Linked DNA regions of Hordeum vulgare: region 2 is linked to region 1. The links are chromatin contacts, called in public Hi-C maps. All regions are on one chromosome and are shown on one strand. The core of a region is the stretch at or near the end of the contact, and the rest is flanking DNA. Distances in the headings are between cores, read along the strand shown.

Evidence for each region. Hi-C and Micro-C count contacts between places; a contact is called where the count stands out from the background.
Region 2: a Hi-C map of leaf shows a contact between it and region 1, with 9 times the contacts expected there. The contact joins two enhancer-like sites. A contact is called at or near these places in 3 of 6 Hi-C or Micro-C datasets (leaf and seedling).

Annotation. Positions count from the first base shown.
Region 1 is chr5H:452,788,157-452,795,461 of MorexV3_pseudomolecules_assembly, reverse strand. No RefSeq gene overlaps it. Among protein-coding and RNA genes, the nearest start is that of LOC123397502, 27 kb to the right of the region's middle. Within about 2 kb of position 4,506, at least 3 of the 3 cell types and tissues checked have open chromatin away from gene starts, as enhancers often do. A contact at or near this core is called in leaf and seedling, where this site is marked.
Region 2 is chr5H:452,907,240-452,914,544 of MorexV3_pseudomolecules_assembly, reverse strand. No RefSeq gene overlaps it. Among protein-coding and RNA genes, the nearest start is that of LOC123397502, 150 kb to the right of the region's middle. Within about 2 kb of position 3,419, at least 3 of the 3 cell types and tissues checked have open chromatin away from gene starts, as enhancers often do. A contact at or near this core is called in leaf and seedling, where this site is marked.

The DNA of each region.
Region 1 (7,305 bases), core at 3,257-5,756:
TTTGAACTTTCTTGCAATCGGATGCTAAAACTTGGCACAAAGCTTGAAAATAAATATACAATGATGCTGCTACAGTAGAAACAAGCATCAACACCACTAAAACTGAAAGTAAAAAAAAATTGGGTTGCCTCCCAACAAGCGCTTTCTTTTATGCCTTTGAGCTAGGCATGATGCAAAAAGATCAAGTATTATCAACTCCATAAGAATAACTTGCCCGAATAACGGACTCATAAGGTAACTTAATCTTCTTTCGAGGGAAGTGTTCCATTCCCTTTTTAAGGGGAAATCGGAATCTAACGGTCCCTTCTTTCATGTCAATCATAGCACCAACGGCGCGAAGAAAAGGACGTCCCAAAATAACTGGACATAAGGGATCACACTCAATGTCCATAATAAGAAAATCAATGGGAAAATAATTATCATTGACAAAAATAAGAACATCATCAATTCTCCCTAAAGGTTTCTTTATGGAAGAATCAACAAGACGAACACCAAAAGAACATTGATCAAAAGGTTTCAAATGAAGCATATCATACATTCTTTTGGGCATAACAGAGGCACTAGCTCCAACATCACATAAAGCAAGGCAAGAGATATTATTCAATTTAATCTTGACCATAGGATCCCAACCATATTCTAGTTTTCTAGGAATAGAAGTCTCTAGTTTGAGCTTCTCCTCCCTATCTTTGATAAGAGCATTGGTAATATGCTCGGTGAAGGCAATATTAAGTGTACTAGTGTGGGGGTCTTTAGCCATTCTTTGCAAAAAAAAAGTGATAACTTCGGAAAGACTACAATTGTCAAAATTAAGATTACTATCATTAATTAAAGTGGTAGTGATGTCATCTAAGATCATTCTTTTGGTAGTCTCTAAGTTCAAAGGACCTTATTGTCCTATAGTTGAGGTTTTAGCATCACCATTAATAGGTCCATTGGGTAAAAGTTTTGAGATCCTCAACAACTTGTATAGTAGCAAGGGTAGTGTGTGTAGGAAGGCTCTTAATCCTCTCTTCCTCTTCTTTTTCTCTATCCCACCTAACTTTAAGTTTGGCTAGCATTCTTATGTTCTCATTAATTTGGACTTGGATAGCATTCATGGGTGTGGTGTTCCTTTCCTCAAGAGGGGAAGTTCTAATTTTAAGCATCTCTACATCATGAGTTATGTTGTCTACCTTCAAAGAGAGACTATCTAATTTTTCTAATTTATCTTATACACTCTTGTTGAAGGCTTTTTGAGAAGTGATAAAGTCTTTAAGCATGCTCTCTAATTCGGAAGTGGAGTTTTTGGTGCTAGGATAAGTGATGTTGTTCCCATAGTTGTTGGATGGGAACGGTCTAGGATTGCTACCAAAATTACTCCTATAGGCATTATTATTAAAGTTGTTCCTAGAGATAAAATTAACATCAACTTGCTCTCTTTCTTGAGCAACCAAAGAATTTAAAGGAACATCATGAGGATCAATAGGAGCTTGCTTAGTAAGTAAAGTCATGATCATGTCAACCTTATCATTAAGGGAGAAGATTTCCTAAACAAAGTTTACCTTCCTACCTGTTGGAGCTCTCTCGGTGTGCCATTGAGAATAATTTGTCATCATCTCGTCCAACAGTTTGTGGCAGCACCAAGTGTAGTTGACATAAAGGTTCCTCCCACAGCTGAGTCTAACAGATTCCGTGAGGTAAAGTTCAAGCCTGCATAGAACGTTTGGATAACCATCCAAGTAGTCAAACCATGTGTAGGGCAATTCTTAACAAGAGATTTCATACGTTCCCAAGCTTGGGCAACGTGTTCATTATCCAGTTGCCTAAAATTCATAATGTTACTTCTTAACTGGATAATCTTAGCAGGCGAATAATACTTCCCAATAAAAGCATATTTGCACTTATCCCAAGAATCTATGTTATTCCTAGGCAAAGATTGAAGCCACACTTTAGCTCCTCCTCTCAAGGAGAAAGGAAAAAAGCTTAAGTTTAACAATATCACCATTTACTTCTTTATATTTTTGCATATCACAAAGCTCAACAAAATTATTCAAGTGCAAAGCAGCATCATCTCCAGCACCGGAGAATTGATCTTTCATAACTAGGTTCAGTAAAGCAGGTTTAATCTCACAGGAGGTCTCCTCAGTGGCGGGAGCAGCAATAGGAGTGCAGATAAAGTCATTGTTGTTGTGACTAGTGAAGTCACACAACTTGGTGTTCTCAGTGGAACCCATAGCAGTAACAACAAGCAAGAACAAAGCAACTAATTTTTTTATGGTTTTTGGTATAAGACTCTAAAGCAAAAACTAGAAAGCAAACTAACAAGACTAAAAAGCAAAGGTAAAAGATAATGTGCAACTCCCCTATCTTGAAGACTGGAGTCCCACGCAACGGCACAAGAAATTTGCTTGATGACGAGTTGATGGATATACTTCTCGCCCCTCGTTGGTTACCCCAAGTGGAAGGTGGAGATGTAGTCAGCAGCAGATTTCCCTTACACGGGGACTGTAAGGTTTATCGAACCAGGAGGACTCCCAGGATCAACAAGTAGGTGTTCGCTGCTCTGGCGCTAGCAGAAGACGTGGACCTGCACACACAACAAATAACTTTGCTCCCAACGAGTTCAGAGAGGTTGTCAATCTCTTCGTCCTTGTAGTTTGCAAAGGATCAAAACACAAGCGGGAATAGTGATAGTGATTTGAACGAAAAAGTAAATAAAAGCAGTAAATGGTGGAGGTGTAAGCAATGGTGGTAATATGGACCTGAGTCACAAGATGTTCACTAGTGACGTCTCTCTCCCAAAAGACGATAAACAACTATGATGGGTAAACCAATTACAGTTGGGCAATTGACAGAATTATACACGCACCGCTATGCTAATCATGCTACAAGAAAGTTAGAGGCTCAAAATTAATGGGCAGTACGCCAAGACAAGTAGACCGTTTATCCATTAGCATCTACTTACTAATCATCCACCTTGACATGTCTATCCAGAACATCTCGCTGGTATTAAGTTGCGAGCCCCACCCAAAGTGTAAACTCAAAGCAACGGACAACTGCATTAACGAACTTCGCGTAAGGTAAACAATCCTTGCAACCGTGGTCACAAGCACCGTTATTTTCTCCCTGGTGGCAACAACACATCCCCTAGTTTCATGTTTCTGTCACTCAAGCTAGACATCAGGGGGCATGAACCCATAATCATGCATAACGCCCCCGCTTGGAGTTACAATCTACTAATCGACCAAAGCAATAAAAAGCAACGGAGAACAGCAATGGACCACGGTCGGGGCTGCTATGGAGCTTCGCCGGAACGGGGCGCGTCGGTGGTTTCAATGGAGTTTCGCCGCGGTTGCAATGGAGCGCAGTCGGGGCTGCAGTGGAGCTTCGCCGGGATGCCGATGGTCCTGCGTTGGAGTTTTCTTTCGAGCCGCGTTGCTGACATGGAGCTGCAGTGGAGCTTCCCCGGGGTCGTCAGAGTTGCGTTGAAGCTTTTATTTTCATTGGCTCTGGTGCTGCTACGTTGGAACACTGTCGATGGCTCACCAACGCCACAGTGAGATGGGATTGATGGCGAGCAGCTGGGCACCATCGTTGCGTTCATTTGAGAGTTGTTGCATGCAATCTCTGCGTTGAACTTAACTAACGGGTATGCGGCGGGCCATCTAACGGTTGTTGAGGAGGCTTACGTTTGCATGTTATCAGCCGGTTGATCTGTAGTAGTGGCCTATATATATAGAAGTTCATGATCTACTTAAAGTACAAGACAAACCAAAATACTTCCTAGTATATGCTATGTTTGCAATACAATCACGATACTCAACATTAGGTAAATAGAACCAAATTATAACTCATTTAAATGAGTTCTAGCCTGTATATTTTTTTCAATGATCACTTTACTTGATCTGTTTAATCAAGTCATCGGCGCTAACATTATAAACCCGAGTCAAAATCTTTGCTTAATAGACTGAACTAAGCAGAAATTGGTGGGCACCTAACCACAAGAAAACCAGGTTGATTGACACACACACACACACACCAGTTTTCATCTGTCAGCATCAGCATCAGCATCAGGCACAGGAACCAATCAACACAACACCACCGAGGAATAACAAGCATTTTGGGGAACATTAGAAGCAACACATATAAATGTTGGCAAAGGAAGTGGAAGGAGACATAAAACGCATCAATTGCCAAAAGTTTGAAGACTGGCTGACAGGTACGCGCGGGGGGGGGGGGGGGGGGGGGGGGGGGGGGCGGGCGGACGTGGACACGCACAACTGTGAGGCCCTATCGTTTACCTGCAGATGGCTACGCGGCCCGCAGCGCGCACCTCACCATTTGTAGCAACCAAGCAAAAGCGAGCACAGACGGTAGATGTCGATCGGATCGACCCAGCGAACCACACACCCTGCCCCTGCCCCTGCCCCTGCCCCTCCCTTAAAAGCGATGGCTGCCCAGCACCTGTCCACGAGTGGGAAGGAGCTTGCCTCCCTCCCTCCTCGCCCCCACGGCACAGGCCGGGGAAAGCGACCGCCTCCTCTGCCTGCCGCTTCCCCGGCGCGCATCGCGGCCATGGACGGGTACAAAGGTACAGCTGCTGGTCCTCCCGGCCAGACCCAGACGGACGGATAGATAGATAGATAGTAGATAGATGGAGGAGAAAAGTCTCGGGGCCGGAACTATCCTTTCGCTCGCATCGTATTCCCAAACAAACACGCACTGGCAGCGGTACGAGCGCTGCTCCTCCCTCGTTTCCGGACCAGCTCATCTCGCTCGCGCAGCATGCGGCTGCATTGCATTTGCATGCATGCCACTGTGCGCGTGGCGTGGTGAGCTAGGGTCCGTGCCTGAGCCGGAAAGCGGCCAATGGGGTGGTGAAAACGATGAACGGTCCAAGTACGCCGCATGCAGCTGGCCACGTACGTACGTACGTGCGCGCACAGTGCACCTGCTGCAGGCTGCTGCTGCTGCTGCCTCTGCATGCCCCGTTCCGCTCGGCTTTACCGATGTGGCAAAACCGGTGCGCGCATTGCATTGCATGTGATGTGTCATGTGCCCTGCTTGAATTCGCCCCGTTTGTGTGGCATGACCATGGTTAATTTTGCAATAGCAGCTTGCATGCAATGTCAAGGGGCGTGTGTGTGACGGGTGCAAGTAGTGGCTTACTCATCTAGGGCTCCCGCTCGATCGCCATGATTTTATTGCGCGTCCGTGTGTGTGTGTGTGTGTGTGTGTGTGTGTGTGTGTTACACTGTGGTCTGGTCTCTCTCGGATGGTTAGGCCCCAACCACATCCCTTAAATAATCTAATGGAGTGCATACGACTAGATCGCTCGATGGTTGCGGGTCGATGGACGCATGCGTCAAGTGCGGTACGTCGACGCGGCAAGCGAGCTACTTGTGGTTTGCGCGAGTTTGCCATTACTACGTCGACGGCGACGGGTCGAACTGGGGCGTGTTGCACGGTCCACCGCATTGGTTGGCCACTGGCCGGCCGGTGCAGGAGCACGTCGCCGTCGGCCGGTGCCCGCCTGCCCGGCCGCCCGGGACGTGAGGCGCAGGCAGGCCGGGTTCGTACGCACGCACGCACGCGCGCGAGAGGCCGCCGTCGTCTCCAGGGTTGGGTTGGGCGACGGCGATGCGCTAGCGGTGGGCGCTGGAGGATGCATGTGTGTAGCGCGCGAGGTCGACAAGCACTACTACCTAGTAGTAGTTCATGTGAGCTGCACTGGTTTGGTTGGTTTTGATCTGTTCTCTAGTTCTGGTTGAGTATGCTTGTAACCTGGAAGGCTGGAGCCCGTGTGGCTGGCCTGGATCTTTTTCTTGATTGACGGGAAAGCGAAACGAGAGCTGATTCACAGGATGCATGGGGCCTTGCCAAGTAAGGGCCGTACGTTGCTGTACATCGTCTTTTCAGGCGATTAATTCTTCGTCAAAGCACATGTCCCACGCATCTTTATCCTGTAGAGAGATGGATCGATCGTGAAGTTGATACTACTGTGACTCACAGTAGTGCAAGTTGGCCACAAAGATCGAGTTGGACTTCCGTTAGACGGTGATCGATCTTACCACTGATGCAGGCATGGGCTCATCCTAACTTTGTAAATCACTGAAAAAGGCTTTCTTACCACTTTATATATAAAGCAACCATCAAACGACGAATATATATATATATATATATATGCATAGGTTTAAATTCAAACACACACACCAAGATATCAGGACATCAAATATTTGGGATTCTGCTAAAGGCGCAGCTCAACTAGCCTTAAAAACCAAAATAACACACATGCAGAAAAGACCGCGAATGCAGAAGCTAATCCGGCTCGGGGGTGGCGGAAGTAGCGACGGCGCTAAGTGGATGGCCATCGTTTGGAGGTCTGCGATGATGAAGTTGATGGCGTCTTGATCCCGTTGACGGCTAACGTCAGAGCTGCATAAAACCATACATTTTAAACACCGACCATACATTTTAAACACCACGTCAGTGGCCCGTCGAAAAGGCACACGTTAAATAACAAGCTTTTGCATTCATGCATGGTGCTAACTATATCCATGATACCACCATATTTGTTCTCTGGCGGCTCTATACTACCTTTTTAGTGTCTATGACACATCTAGATGTGACATAGTTATTGCACATCTAAATGATTAATTAAATATTAAAAAAAAAGAAAAAAAATACTCACATGAATCTTTACATAAGATCAATGATATAGAACTTAGATATGCTATATTTATTTATATTTAGATTGTTTTAGCAAAACCGATCTTTCTAGGAGAAGAAATCCTGCATTTGTTTCTCGGAAGAGGCCGAGACGGAGGACCACATATATAGACACACACCATGGGTGCACGTCCCGCTGCATCATTAAAGGCGCATGCAGGGATAGATCGACGGTGGCTCTGAACACTGAACTGGCCGCGGCCCGGGAGGTGGACGGCAGGGCATGCATGCAGCGCGCAGCAGGGGACTACCTCATCTCTGGAGATGCATGGATCAGCTCCCCTCGTCCAGCCTAGCTCGCCCCCTGGCTACCGCAGCAATGCATCTGCGCCTGCACGCTGCATGCTGCTGCCTCACTCACTGGCCCTTATTACGCGTCTCCTTAACCTTTGCACGCTGAGCTACCGCCGCATGATGCACCGCCCCAGCAGTCAGCAGAAGCTTAGCTTTAGCGTCGAGATCGGCAGCGATCACAGTCGATGGGGCTACCTGCCGCTGCCGCTGCATGCCGGCCGGACTGGCGCACTGCATGCCCTCTGCCATGCCATGCATCCCGACGAGAGGCCTCTCTCTCCCTCCGGGGCGGGCGCGCGGGAC
Region 2 (7,305 bases), core at 2,170-4,669, 120 kb before region 1:
TAACTAGAAACATGTGAAGTGTATGGATAACCCAATAACAGAAGTTTTATAAGGGGACTGGAGCAGGCTACCATGAGACAAAAGATCCTCTTCCTAAAAAGATTCGATTCGGACCTCTTATATGTCGAAGGTCAATATGGAAATTCTTTGAGAGGTTTTTCCTTACTTTGTCCATGTCAACAAACAATTCGGGATACCTCGACTTTTTCAGAACAGGCCCGAGTCAAATAGCTCAAGGCACTTCTTTTTCCATTACACTATTTTAAAAACATAAGAACTCGATTGTATGGATATGGAAAATACAAGATTTACGATCCCAGCAGGATATAACATGAACAAAGGAAGAGATTGAAAAAATACGATGGTGTGTGTACTCGACAAAAAAAGTAGTTTAGTGTATATTTATGTCACAATGACCCGAAATGCTTTTTCTTTTTGCCGAGGACACATAAATGCATATTTTCACAATCGGTCTATTGGATAACTTTATCGCACTAGATTATATGCTCCATTAATTATTTCATATTTTAATAACATTTAAACCATTGAAACCTTAGTGGGCCTTAACAAGTTCCATGATAAGGTATGATAGACACAACTTCACTAGCATATTTGATCATATATAGTTGTAATAATATTTATCGAATATAAGTAAAATAATTACGTTGGGAATAAATTTCCATGCATGATTAAATGTTGTACAGAGTCTTTTCTCATGCATGATTCCATATTGAGGTGAGTCTTATCCTATTCATAATTGCATGTCGAGGTTGCATGCTTGCATGTTGAGGTAAATAAATTCAGTTTTGCTAGAACTCATCTAGTTAAGTTTTAGATATGTCTATTCACCTTTTATAGTCATTGAATGTGATACTTTAAGATGCATGTGTGGTGATATCGTTGTATCTGTTGTTTTTTTTATGTGGATGAGACCAAATTATATCTCATTTATTCCTAGATGAGTTCTAGGCACTTCCAAATAAATATGTGTGGATGACTCATGTATATATGATTGATCTTCACGATATTCCTCCTGATTAATCTCTACCTAATAATAAAGCAGGTACTGCTTCTGGTTGTACGTTGCTGACCTTTTTGCAAAAAAGTCTTTGTCTTTTCATGTAATTAACATGTAGTCCTTCTGTAAGTCAGGTCGAATCGTTTTTTACGTTTTATGCAAAACCCTCTATATTTAATCCGAACTAACCTGCAGTCCCTCTTTTAATTGACTATGAACCGTTTTCCAATTTTACATAGAAACCCCTAATATATGTTAATCATCCCGCTTCTATTAAGAATTAATATATATTTTAAAATAAACATATCTCTTAAACCGTAACTTCAATTTTAATATGTCATATACGAAATTTGATTAGAAAAATATGTCGAAATTGAATATAGCGTTATTTTACATGTTCATTATTTTAAAAATGCAATTTAGGGTGCAACTTAATAGATGATACACGGTACGTCTTTATTTCGTACCGGCGTTGGTTGGCAAGGAGCGAGCGAAGGAAAAAATATAGTCCTTGGCAACGCTATATTTGCATGAGATTCTCTCTTTATACATGTTGGGCGATCTAGGACCGTATGTATATACCTTATTTTTTGTGAAATCCATGCGTACTTACCATCGGACTATACTATCTTTTTGTAGTGAATATATAAGCAATTTTGTGATGTACATACACTTATAAATTCATAAACATTATAAGTACGTGATGGTTCATTTTAAAACTGTTCAAACTATTTGTGTGATAGTCATGAACGTTAATATTGAACCGACAAATACGATATTAATTTGTGTTTCATTCTGTGTATGTGAAAGTGATACATATAGGTTTTTTAAATAAAGTCAATTTATAGGTCGGCCTTATCGTAAGTGCACGTCATCAATATGACGAGTCAAAACTAAAATTAAATTAAAATTAAAATAATAGGTTAAATAAAATAAAATATTTACTTTCCGTTACAACGCACAGGCATTTTGTTTGCTAGTAAGTCATTTAAACGGCGTGAAACCTCTGTGGAACAATTTAAGCGGCATGAGCAGGCATGCAGACGCTGGCAGTGGCAGGGGACAGGTCGCTGCCTCCGGCGCAGCTCCTAAAAGTGGCAACCAGGGAGTCGGATCGCTCGGGATGCATCGATCGGCCCCGTCCGGGCATCGGATGCCGACGTGATGCCCCGTCCAAAAGCGGGTGCATGCGCGCCACAGTGAGTGCGCGCGTCCAACTCGCGTCGCCGTCCGGGACGCCGACCCCCGGACCCGCTGGCCATCGCCCGGGATGCGCCGGATCCCGCCCGACGCCGACGCCACGGCCCCGGTCGCTGGTAACTGGTGACTGTCAAAACCCCAAGCTCAAGACTGGCCAGGTACCAGGTGCCGCCGCGCGCCGCTCACCGACGTGGCCGCGCGCTGGCCTCTCCGCCCGGCAGATCCTCCTTTCGGTCCGTCCCTCTCCGCGCGAGATCGATAGCTCGTCTTCACCACAGACAGAGCGCGCGTTGTCGATCGAGCTGTTTGGCGACAGTAATAAGGCGGTAGACGCCATCAACCAGGCTGTGGACAAGGACGTACGTGGCGTAGGTCGGAATATAACGCCCTTGTCTCCCTGGGGCTCTCTGAGCTTAGCTACTACCTGCAGGTCAAGCAGCTAGCTACCCACATCGGCAGGACAAGTGGTCTGAACTGTCGAGTTGCGCGGGCAAAGCAGTACGTACGTACTCGGTGGTAGTAGCTGGAGTGGAGCAAACAGACGCTGGAGAGGACGGTGCAGGTTTGCCGCTAGCGATGGCACACGTCTAACACGCGAGCCATGTCGCGGCGTCTCGTGAGTGATGATTAAGCTGGCAAGCGGCCTCTCTCCTTTGCTTGGTCGTTATGCAACCAGCTAACGAAGCTACCGATCAAAAAAAAAAACACGAAGCATCTCTGGGTTTTGTCAGGCTTAGGTTACGGCATCTGGATCTGTTCCCCGGAACCCGTCAATCATGCATGTACTACGCCCGTCCTCTCGGCAGTCTCATGTTTCCCGCTGTGCAAATTGAATCGGCAGCACTCACGGCAACAGTAGTGGCGACATCTTAATGGCCGCAACCATCAGATTCAGGTGTGCCGTGTGTCCACACAAATTGGGACGTAGTAGTGCACTCGCCCAATGGCAGATCGGATCAGCGGTCGAGCACAAGCACGAGCACGTACGCACGTACGCGGGCGGTGTAAATCTGGTGGGTGAGGTGGGTCTTGAGGGTTCACAAGAGGGCTGCTGCCGCCATTAACTCTGCTTCTCATTTCTAGATCGACATGCGCATGGTCCCGTACGTGGGTCGTCCTATCTGCCGCCGTCGTGCCACACGCACCGGCGTGGTGTGGTGGGTTGAAGGCTTCAAGTGCCAAAAGTACTTGAACGAGGGTGTTCTACTGGAATTGGCATAAATGATGGAACGCCCACTGGTTGGGTGGGGCTTGAAGAAAGGGCCTGGTTAGCACCAACCGTGATTTAAGCTGTTTGGATCATAGTGCAAATTCCACTTCTGCCTAGAATGTCCGTCCGTGGCTATTTGGGTCAGATTAATTTTCTACACAGACCGAATCAGATCAGAGGATTCTGTGTTGTTGTTTTTTTGAAACGGGAGCAAAAGATTTGTTTCATATATTAAATAAAAGAGGAGAATTGTTTGTTACAAATGGTGCACTCATACACGGCACGTGGGATTACTTGCGCGTAATGATGATGTCCGGTCTCTTTGCCCCAATGATGATCCAGAGGTTTGCCTCTTGATCAATCATATTTAAGAGAATGGACGGTGAAGTGCTCCTGTGATGGAAGGCCCCAAGCATTTCTTTCATTCTATACCATCCATGAGACAACCATGATAAGAGAAGTCATTGCCTTCCTATTGGGTGATGGAGGTGACGGAGCCCATATTTCTTCCTTACCATGCTCCAAAGCCTCAGCGGATCAATGATATTTAAGAGAATGGACGGTGAAGTGCTCATGTGATGGAAGGCCCCGAGCATTTCTTTCATTCTATACCATCCATGAGACAACCATGATAAGAGAAGTCATTGCCTTCCTATTGGGTGATGGAGGTGATGGAGCCCATATTTTTTCCTTACCATGCTCCAAAGCCTCAGCGTGTAACGACGTTTGGAGAATATATGTGGTCTACTTTCTTGCTCACGCTTGCAAAGGGTGCATAGTCCACAATTCGGCCAACCCCTTTTCTCCAGCCCATCAGCAGTCCAAATTCGATCTTGGATAGCCAGTCACGCGAAGAACCCCCAAACCCTCCAGATCATATTCTCCATGGGGGAGAATACCAAACCAAGGAATTGGGCCTTGTAGGCAGAGGTTGTGGAGTAGTGTCCCCTTGTTGTGTGTTTCAATACAATGGTATCATCGGTGAAGTCATCGAGGTGGACGTCATTCAACGCCGCCCATAAGGTGAAGAATTGACAGATGTGCTCGATGGAGACAACGGTGGTGGTTTTGATGTTGAGAATCCACGTGTTACCTTTTAGGGCCTCACGCACCTTCCAGTTCTTCCTGGCGGAGGCCATGAAGACGACTGGTGCCAAATCTCTAGGCTTGCACCCATGCAGCCAAGGCGAGTCCCATAATGGCGTCTTGGAGTGATTACCCATCGTAATTGTTGTTGACGCATAGAGGAGATCCAGGTCTTTTTCATCGCACGGGTTTCCCAAACCGACCCACAACTTGTGTACGGCTTTCCACTTGAACCAGGGCCACCTCAAGCGCAGGGCCTGCGCGAATTTGTGTGTGTTTAAAACTCCAAAGCCTCCATATTCCAGCGGGCGGCACACAATGTTCTAGTTTACTTTGCACTTGGCGCCCGTCATCTTGTCCGACCCCAACCAAAGGAATGTCCGCTCAAACTTGTTGATATTGTGCATTATGGCAGGAGGAATAACCAAGGAGGTGCCGAAGTAGACAAAAAGTGAGGAAATGACGGACTTAATTAACCAGTGGCGTACGCCCAATGGTGGTGATGTTCTAGCCCTCATAGGTCAACAGCTTGCTCGCAACCTTATCCTCGAGGAACTGGAGGTCCACTATCTTCAACTTCCTAACCAACAGAGGGAGACCCAAGTATCTAAGGGGGGAGGTCATCTTCTTGGCCGGAAGGCTCTGCAGAATGCACTCAAAGTTTAGGTCATTGCATTTGGTGGGAACAATCGAGCTCTTGTGGAAGTTGGTGCACAACCGGTAATCTCCCCGAAACCGCGCAAGATGGCTGAGAGATAATCGATATCCCTTTTGAGAGGGGTCACGAAGATAGCCGCATCATCCGCGTACAACGAGGTGCGAACCATAGCCCCTCTTTCTTGAACCTTGCAAAGCATTCCCTTTCTTGCTGCAAGCTCAGGCAGATGTTGCAGAACGTCAATGGCAATGACAAAGAGGAGAGGGGAGAGGGGACCCCCTTGCGGGAGACTGAGCCCGTGCTTGATAGGCCGGCCCGCCACACCTTTGAGCAGGATCCTCGAGGAAGAAGTGAAGAGGAGAGCCATGACTCAATCCCAAAATTTGGGCGGGAAATCCTTCCGCCGAAGGAGGTCGAGAATGTATTCCCATTTCACAGAGTCGAAGGCCTTGCGAATGTCCAGCTTGAACACAAGGGTTGGGTCCTGCATTTGTGCAGCCTTCGTGCCATGTTTTGCACGCACATGAAGTTGTCATGAATGCTTCTTGATACGTCTCCAACGTATCTATAATTTTTGATGGTTTCATGCTATTATCCTGTCAAACTTTGGATGTTCTGTATGCCTTTTATATCTTTTTGGGACTAACTTATTAACTCAGTGCCAAGTGCCTGTTCCTGTTTTTTTCGTGTTTTTGACCCCTTTCAGAGGAGGATTTTAAATGGAGTCCAAACGGAATAAAACTTCCAAAAATACTTTTTCCGAAACAGAAGAAGATCGGGGAACTTGAGAACCAAGGCAGGGGGCCACCAAGGACCCCACAAGCCCCCTAGCCGCGGCCAGGGGGCCCGTGCCTCCCAGGCTTGTGGGCTCCCTGGGCCACCTCTGCCCTAGATCTTTCGCCTATAAATTCCCAAATATTCCAGAAAAAATCAGGAGATCATCGAAAGTACTTTTCCGCCGCCGCAAGCTTCTGTCACCGCAAGATCCCATCTGGGGCACGTTCTGGTGCCCTTCCGGAGGGGGGATTCGGATACGGAGGGCTTCTTCATCAACACCATGACCTCTCCGATGATGCGTGAGTAGTTCACCATAGACCTACGGGTCCATAGGTAGTAGCTAGATGGCTTCTTCTCTCTCTTGGATCTTCACTACAAAGTTATCCATGGTCTTGATGGAGATCTATCCGACGTAATCTTCTTTTGCGGTGTGTTTGTCGAGATCCGATGAATTGTGGATTTATGATCAGATTATCTATGAATCTTATTTGTGTTTCTTCTTATATCTCTTATGCATGATTTCATATCCTTGTAATTCTCTTCGAGTTGTGGGTTTTGTTTGGCCAGCTTGATCTATGATTCTTGCAATGGGAGAAGTGCTTGGTTTTGGGTTCATACCGTGCAGTGACCTCACCCAGTGACAGAAGGGGAAGCGAGGCACGCATCGTGTCGTTGCCATCAACGGTAAAAAGATGGGGTTTTCATCATTGGTTTGAGTTTATCCCTCTACATCATGTCATCTTGCTTAAGGCGTTACTCTTTTCGTCATGAACTCAATACACTAGATGCATGCTGGATAGCGGTCGATGTGTGGAGTAATAGTAGTAGATGCAGAAAGTATCGGTCTACTTGTCTCAGACGTGATGCCTATATGTATGATCATTGCCTTAGATATCGTCATGACTTTGCGTGGTTCTATCAATTGCTCGACAGTAATTTGTTCACCCACCGTAATATTTGCTATTTGGAGAGACGCCTCTAGTGAACACTATGGCCCCCGGATCTACTTCGCACCATATTTTCGGCCTTACAATTTTACTTTTTGCACTTTCCGCCTTCAGATCCCACTTTGCAATCAATCTTGAAGGGATTGACAACCCCTTTATAGCTTTGGGTGCAAGCTCTTTTGTGTTTGTGTAGGTACTCTGGACTTGACGAGATTCTCCTACTGGATTGATACCTTGGTTCTCAAACAGAGGGAAATACTTACTACTCCTGTGCTGCATCGCCATTTCCTCTTCAAGGGAAAAACCAACTCAAGCTCAAGAGACAATGATACGTCTCCGTCGTATCTACTTTTCCGAACTCTTTTGCCCTTGTTTTGGACTCTAATTTGCATGATTTGAATGGAACTAA